2 separate regions of the Triticum aestivum genome follow, and region 1 is linked to region 2. A link is a contact called in public Hi-C data. All regions are on one chromosome and are shown on one strand. The core of a region is the stretch at or near the end of the contact, and the rest is flanking DNA. Distances in the headings are between cores, read along the strand shown. Region 1 holds the start of LOC123134496 (probable peroxygenase 5). Region 2 holds the start of LOC123138159 (nudix hydrolase 17, mitochondrial).

Region 1 (3,175 bases), core at 98-2,597, 280 kb after region 2:
AACGCCAAAAATGCGTTTTCTTTTTTTTCCTTTCGCGAGAGTCACGGTTTTGCTTCCGCAAGAGGCACTGTTTTGCTTTCGCGAGAGTCATGGCAGTGCCTCTCCGAAACGAAAAAAAACATGTTTTTCTGTTTTTTTCTCCTTTCGCGAGAGTCACGGTTTTGCTTTCGCGAGAGACATGGTTTTGCTTTAGCGAGAGTCACAGTTGTGCCTCTCGGAAACGAAGAAAAATGCGTTTTCTGTTTTTTCCTTTCGCGAGAGTCACGGTTTTGCTACCGCGAGAGTCACATTTGTGCTTTCGCGAGAGTCACAGTCGTGCCTCTCGAAAACGGAAAAAACACGTTTTTTGTTCTTTTCTTTCACGAGAGTCACGATTGTGCTTTCGTGAGAGTCACGGCCGTGCCTCCTCGGAAACGAAAAAATGCGTTTTTTTCCTTCTGCGAGAGTCACGGTTTTGCTTCCGCGAGAGGCACGGTTGTGATTTCGTGAGAGGCACTGGCGTGCCTCTTTCTGAAAGGGAAAAAACCTGTGCTCCCGGTTCGGTTTTTTTGTGAACTTTTTTTCGTCAAAACCTATCAACATAGGATCTAGTTTTGAATATCTCGACGTGATTCAAGATTTGAATGCACGGTTTAAGAGATAAAACGTTTTGAATAAACAGATTTACGAAAAAGGAAAAAATTTCAGGTTGCGACAAGTGACACATATGCAGTGCATGACTTGTCACAACCTGAAAAAGTTGAAGTGATCTTTGCAGCGAGTACTCCTCAACTAGTGATTTCGCGGAACTGTACGGTCCGCTTGACTTGGGCCGGCCATCTCTGTGAATGCTGGATTATTAGTGGCAATGAGCCCGTCTTGTCGTAGTGGACCTTGTTAAACTGGTTAGAAGTATCTGTTCGGCCCATGCATGGAAAATATCTAACGTTAAATGTGCATTTCCCGTTTTGCATGTTTCAGTGCTCGACAAATACTAGTACAAAAATATTCTCCATTAATCAGCATTCACAGCCTTCCCTAAAAATTATAAAAAATCAGCACTCACAGCCTGTGCGCAATCTGAATTTTTGGTGGATATTTATTTCTCCTCCAAATTTACACCCGCGCATTTACTTGCAGCGTATCTGGCGATTTCGCACCAGCCGTTTGGGGATCGATCGTGCTGGATTCCCAAAGCTTGTCTGTCGTTCTGTTGCAGGCAGCGGTCCACGTTTCTGTGCTGTAATGAATTCGCGTGAGGTCTCCCCAGGCCGCCTGTGATGGCGAGGCCGCCACACGCCTACCCGGGGCGCAGGCCGTCCTATAAATAGGGCCGCACGTCGAGGCAAAGAGGCACGCAGACGCAGCCTCGATCAGGGGAAAGATAAAGATAGATCGGGAGTCAGCTCGCGAGAGAGAGAGAGAGAAAGGGTCGAGAGAGAGCGAGGAGGAATCGCCTGCCCTAACACGATGGGCGCCACCGGCCAGCGTCGGATGTCATCTCTGCCCGCGGCGGCGGCCGCGCCTCTCCTGCTTCTGCTCGCCGTGTCCTCCTGTAAGTCGACGGTTTCCGGCCGGGGCACGATCATTTTTTATGTATTGCCCATTTCTGTTTGAGTTGTTAACATATTCGGTTCGATTCTGACAGGGAGCCAGGCGGCGGCGGCTCCGGCCTGGACGACGGACCTGGAGAAGCACGTGGCGTTCTTCGACACCGACAACGACGGCATCGTCACCTTCTCCGAAACCGAGCAAGGTGAGGAAACGACCATCGGTCACGCATCTTCTCCGCCCCCTCGTTTATCGGTTTCGGTTCTTTTTTGCATCGACGGCTGGCCGTCGTCGCAGGCTTCTAATTTTGGCCTTTGTGTGCATGCATGCAGGGCTTCGTGCCATCGGTCTCGGAGTTCTCGAGGCGACGGCCAGCGCGACCCTGATCAACGGAGCCATCGGACCCAAGACCAGACCTGTACGGCCATGCTCTTTCTTTCGTTTCAACTGCCCAACACGCGTACACAATCACATGCCGTTTCCATGTTCCCTTGGGCGCTTAATCCATGTCAAATATCATCAGGGTTGTTAGTACTTGGTAGTTCGTGTGCAGCGCTAGTAGTATAGTGCACCAGCTTAACCGAGAATGCATTCTTCAGATATAAGAACACACTACTATGATCAAGGTCGAATCACCAAGCATGCTAGATGTTAATCAGAGTAAATGGCGTCATCCCTTTCTCCTGCTGGCACAAACGAGTAAGCGACGGTTACAAGTTTACAATGTCATTTTTGTTCGGCGTGCTGCCGGCTCCAATCTCAAAGTCAGTTAGTTTGGTGCATATATGGCAAGGTTGGCGGCCTAAACAAACGCTTTACGCTTCAGACGCCAGCAGCACACTTATCCAACACGTCCTTTTGTGTGCACCTGCAACTGTGTACCCTACTCCGATACGAGTACAGAACCCGTGGATACAGTACCTGATACAGACATAACATGCAGGAAAATGCTACGACATCGCGGTTTGACATCTACATAGCGAACATCCAGAAGGGGATCCACGGGAGCGACAGCGGTTCGTACGATGCTCAAGGAAGGTTTGTTCCGGCCAAGTTCAACGAGATATTCACCAAGTACGCCATGGTCAAGCCGAACGCCCTGAACGAGGACGAGCTGGATGCGATGCGCACTGCCAACAGGAAGGAGGGTGACTTCAAAGGATGGTAATAATTTATCTCTGCTGTAAATCTTATTCATGCCGACGGTCGAGGTGTCGCCGTGCTAACTCCGCCGGCGGTTGCAGGGCGGCGTCGAAGGCGGAGTGGGGCATGCTCTACAGCCTCGCCAAGGACAAGGACGGCTTCCTTCAGAAGGACACCGTGCGCACCGTCTATGATGGTAGCCTCTTCGCTAAGCTGGCGAAGAAGGCTGGAAATTAACCGAGCGTGATTTGTATTCGTACTTCTTTTCGAGATGAAATTTGTACCCCGTGTTATTGGGGTCTTGTTTGTTGAGCATGAGCTGTCCCTGTACAATTAAAATTGAAATCTGTTAGTGCAAATATAATTTACTGTTCCATTTGGCATGGCCGTTGCTGCTTCTGATCCGGCGTTTTCTCCTAAGATCCTCGTGCAATGAACGTTTTTTCCTAAGGACAGCTGGTCTTTTTTCAGCGTACTATAAGCTCGATTGGTCTAGAGCGAG
Region 2 (3,159 bases), core at 553-3,052:
ATTCTCTATTCTAATCGGGTTTAAGGTGTTCTCTCATTTGATTGAGGTGTCCTACTCTGGATTTGGTTTATAATTTTGACAGAGTCAACGATTTCTGAAATTAATCAGCAGCAACTAGTCTATAAAAATATGTCAATCCCACACACCCTCCCAGCACCTGGCAGAGAAGAAGCGCCAACATGCAACACTGTAAAACCAGTATAGTACAAGCGTCCACTAGTGCAAAACACCCTTCCCACGCATGTGGGTTGATTAGCAGAAAATACAAGATCACATATACATGAATAGCTCATCAAAACAGCGCACTATATAAAAAAGAAATAGTCCATCATCACCCTCACAGACCAAACCAAATAACAAAAGTCCAACAACACCAATGGCGTAGCAAAGCACAACAAATCTTTCTAGTTTTATCTAAACCCAAACTAAACTAAGCAAGGGACAAGATGGTGGCCTTGTAGGCATGGCCTCCGAGGCGACCGACAGACCATCATCATCAGCGTCTTCACCATCGTCCTTCAATGGGACGGAAGGCCCACCAGGCATCAGATTTTTAGGCATCGCAAATTAAGCATTTTTTATGACAAATTATGTTTTTCGAGCGTGGCAAATTTAGTTGGCAAGCATGGCAAATCCGTCCAAGTTTATTGTTTTCTTAGAAAATCGTCATGCTCGCCAATTAAATTTGCCATCCTTACGTCAATATAAACTGCCATGACAAACATTTTATTTCCCATGTGTATTAATCTTATGTCCGATTTTTAGCATTTCCAAAAATATATTCTTGTGTGTGTAAGAATACTAATTTGGTATTGTAATTGTTGATAGTTTATCATATAAAAATCGGTCAAACTTTGCATCATTTGATTTCGGACAAAACTCACTTCCCTTTTCCAAGCACGGAGGCAACACCAAGCAAAACGGTTATGTGTTTTTCCTCCTAGAAGTGTTATCCCTTATTATTGTGTGGTAACCATAGCTCCACATTGCTATGAACGCACCATGGAAGCTTTCATTAACAGAATGATGTAGTAAAAGCCACGTGGTATGAACGCACAACTCCTCCCAGCCTCCAAAGTTGAAAATAGTGCACACAATTTTTTCCTATGTTGCAAGTAGACAAGCATCTTGTCTTTCCTTTCACAAATATATGCTATTCAAATCCTAGATGTTGCAAATATTTCCTTGCAAGATTGCGATCTAAGCACTGCAATATGACTAGAGAGCAAGAAGTATTACTCTATGAAAGGAAAATACCAGCTCAAATTTCCTTCAGTTTGGAAACATCACCCCCACTGAAGGAGTACCTAATTCCAGGCAGCCAAACAAAACGACCGTTCAGGAAAGAAACGGAAAACCTTGTGCGCCTGTGCTTGGATCCGGACGAGACTTGCCTGCTCCTTCCCCGTGCTCCCATCTGTGCTCCCGCGTACGTGGCTTGATTTGATTGGAAAAAAATAAAGTCCGGCCCCATCCCCTGAAAATTAGGGGGGGAGATGATTAGATTAGAAAAGAAAAAGAGAAAATAACAGTCATAGGATGAAGTGGGAGCACGGATGGGAGCATGGGATCCTACCTTCCCTGTCCGTGAACGCCGCGCCATGCCCTACCTCGGAACGGCAACCCTGGGCGGAGGGCCCGAGCGCCGCGTCCACAGCCACACCCACGCCCAGCTAATCTGGTGCTGGTCCATAGCCCATGCTCCACCCATGTTACCTACTCGTCCGCTCGCAACAGCCATACGGCAGCAGCAATAACTCCATCGGCCCCAGCCGCTCGCCGCCTATTAATACCCCGGATGCGCAGCTTCATGGCCGCAAACCAACAGCTGCTACTCCAGCATCCACCCATCCATCTCTCATCTTCTTCTTCTTGCGACCAAACGAGCGTCTAGTTAGCTAAAGATTCGAACGATGGCCGTTCTTGTGGCGAGGCAGGGGCGCGAGCTGCAGCGGTACAGCGCGAGCACCGGCGGGCGCATCGTGGTGGGGTGCATCCCGTACCGGATGCGCGACGGCGGCGACAGCGACGGCGAGGGCGAGCTGGAGGTGCTGGTCATCAGCTCGCAGAAGGGGCACGGCATGATGTTTCCCAAGGGCGGGTGGGAGCTGGACGAGTCCATGGACGACGCGGCACGGCGCGAGGCCCTCGAGGAGGCCGGCGTCCGCGGGGAGATGGGCAAGGTGCTCGGCTGCTGGCACTACCAGAGCCGCCGCTACCAGACCACCTACGAGGGCATCATGTACCCGCTCCGCGTCACCGACGAGCTCCAGCAGTGGCCCGAGATGGCGTCCCGCAAGCGCACCTGGGTGAGTACAGCTTCTTGCTTCTTCAATCTAGCTGCTGCGAAGTCAAATTAGGAGCCAAGAACATGCCTTCTAAACGTGTGCTTTCCGATTTGTTTGAACAGGCAACTGTGCAGCAGGTCATGGAGGGATGCCAGCACTGCTGGATGCGGGAGGCGCTCGAGGAGCTCGTCGCCCGGCACGCCAAGCCGCAGTCCGCCCTGTGAGCAGCCAAGCGGGCTGGCGGGGTGACTGGAGCTCGAGCGCGCGCGACTCTCGCGAGAAGAGGCCGGGAGCGAGCACCAACGTCCGTCCGTCGTCCTCGTCGTCTCTCTCTCTTCTTTCCTCGGTGCAGCGGCAGGCCTGCCGGCGTGTCCGGTGTCGTACGACGACCGGACCGGAGCATATATTTGGCCGCCCTTGCCGGAGAGACGGACTGGGATCCACGATGGCACGCGCGCGTCGACGCTTTCCTGAGGCGCAGAGTCGTCGTCGTCGTCGTCGCGGCAAATAATGGGGACGAACTTAGAAATGTGTGAGGTAGAGATCGAAAGCGAACGGGGCAGGAAAACTTGTCAAAAACACTGCCGAACGAACATGCTCACGATTCTTTCCTTAGGCTCTGGGAGTAAAAGATCAAATTGTAAATTAATTCTAGTGAAACCGCTTCTTGGTGGCACGATCGATCAATCAAACGAGTACTGCTACTACTACTACTATTCTACCACCACAAAGGAAAAATCTACCGCTGTATGTGTTTCATCAGAAAAAAAGTTGCGCACGCCATTAGATAAGACTTGCTCTAGGACAGCAACATCTGGAGCACACGCTATTTCTTCTCCGCGTGTTCTCGGCCGTTCTCGGCTGGCCGGAG

Evidence for each region. A called contact is a pair of places that touch in the nucleus more often than the background predicts.
Region 1: a Hi-C map of leaf shows a contact between it and region 2, with 5 times the contacts expected there. The contact joins the promoter of LOC123134496 here to the promoter of LOC123138159 in region 2. A contact is called at or near these places in 2 of 5 Hi-C or Micro-C datasets (leaf and an unstated tissue).

What each region holds. Positions count from the first base shown.
Region 1 is chr6B:584,349,873-584,353,047 of IWGSC CS RefSeq v2.1, forward strand. LOC123134496 (probable peroxygenase 5) reads left to right here and starts at 1,348. Exons shown (of 5, transcript XM_044553747.1): 1 at 1,348-1,534; 2 at 1,628-1,735; 3 at 1,863-1,948; 4 at 2,474-2,694; 5 at 2,775-3,051. The coding sequence starts at 1,450. The coding sequence ends at 2,910.
Region 2 is chr6B:584,064,535-584,067,693 of IWGSC CS RefSeq v2.1, forward strand. It overlaps LOC123138159 (nudix hydrolase 17, mitochondrial), which reads left to right and starts at 1,803. Exons shown (of 2, transcript XM_044558071.1): 1 at 1,803-2,309; 2 at 2,411-2,998. The coding sequence starts at 1,914. The coding sequence ends at 2,512.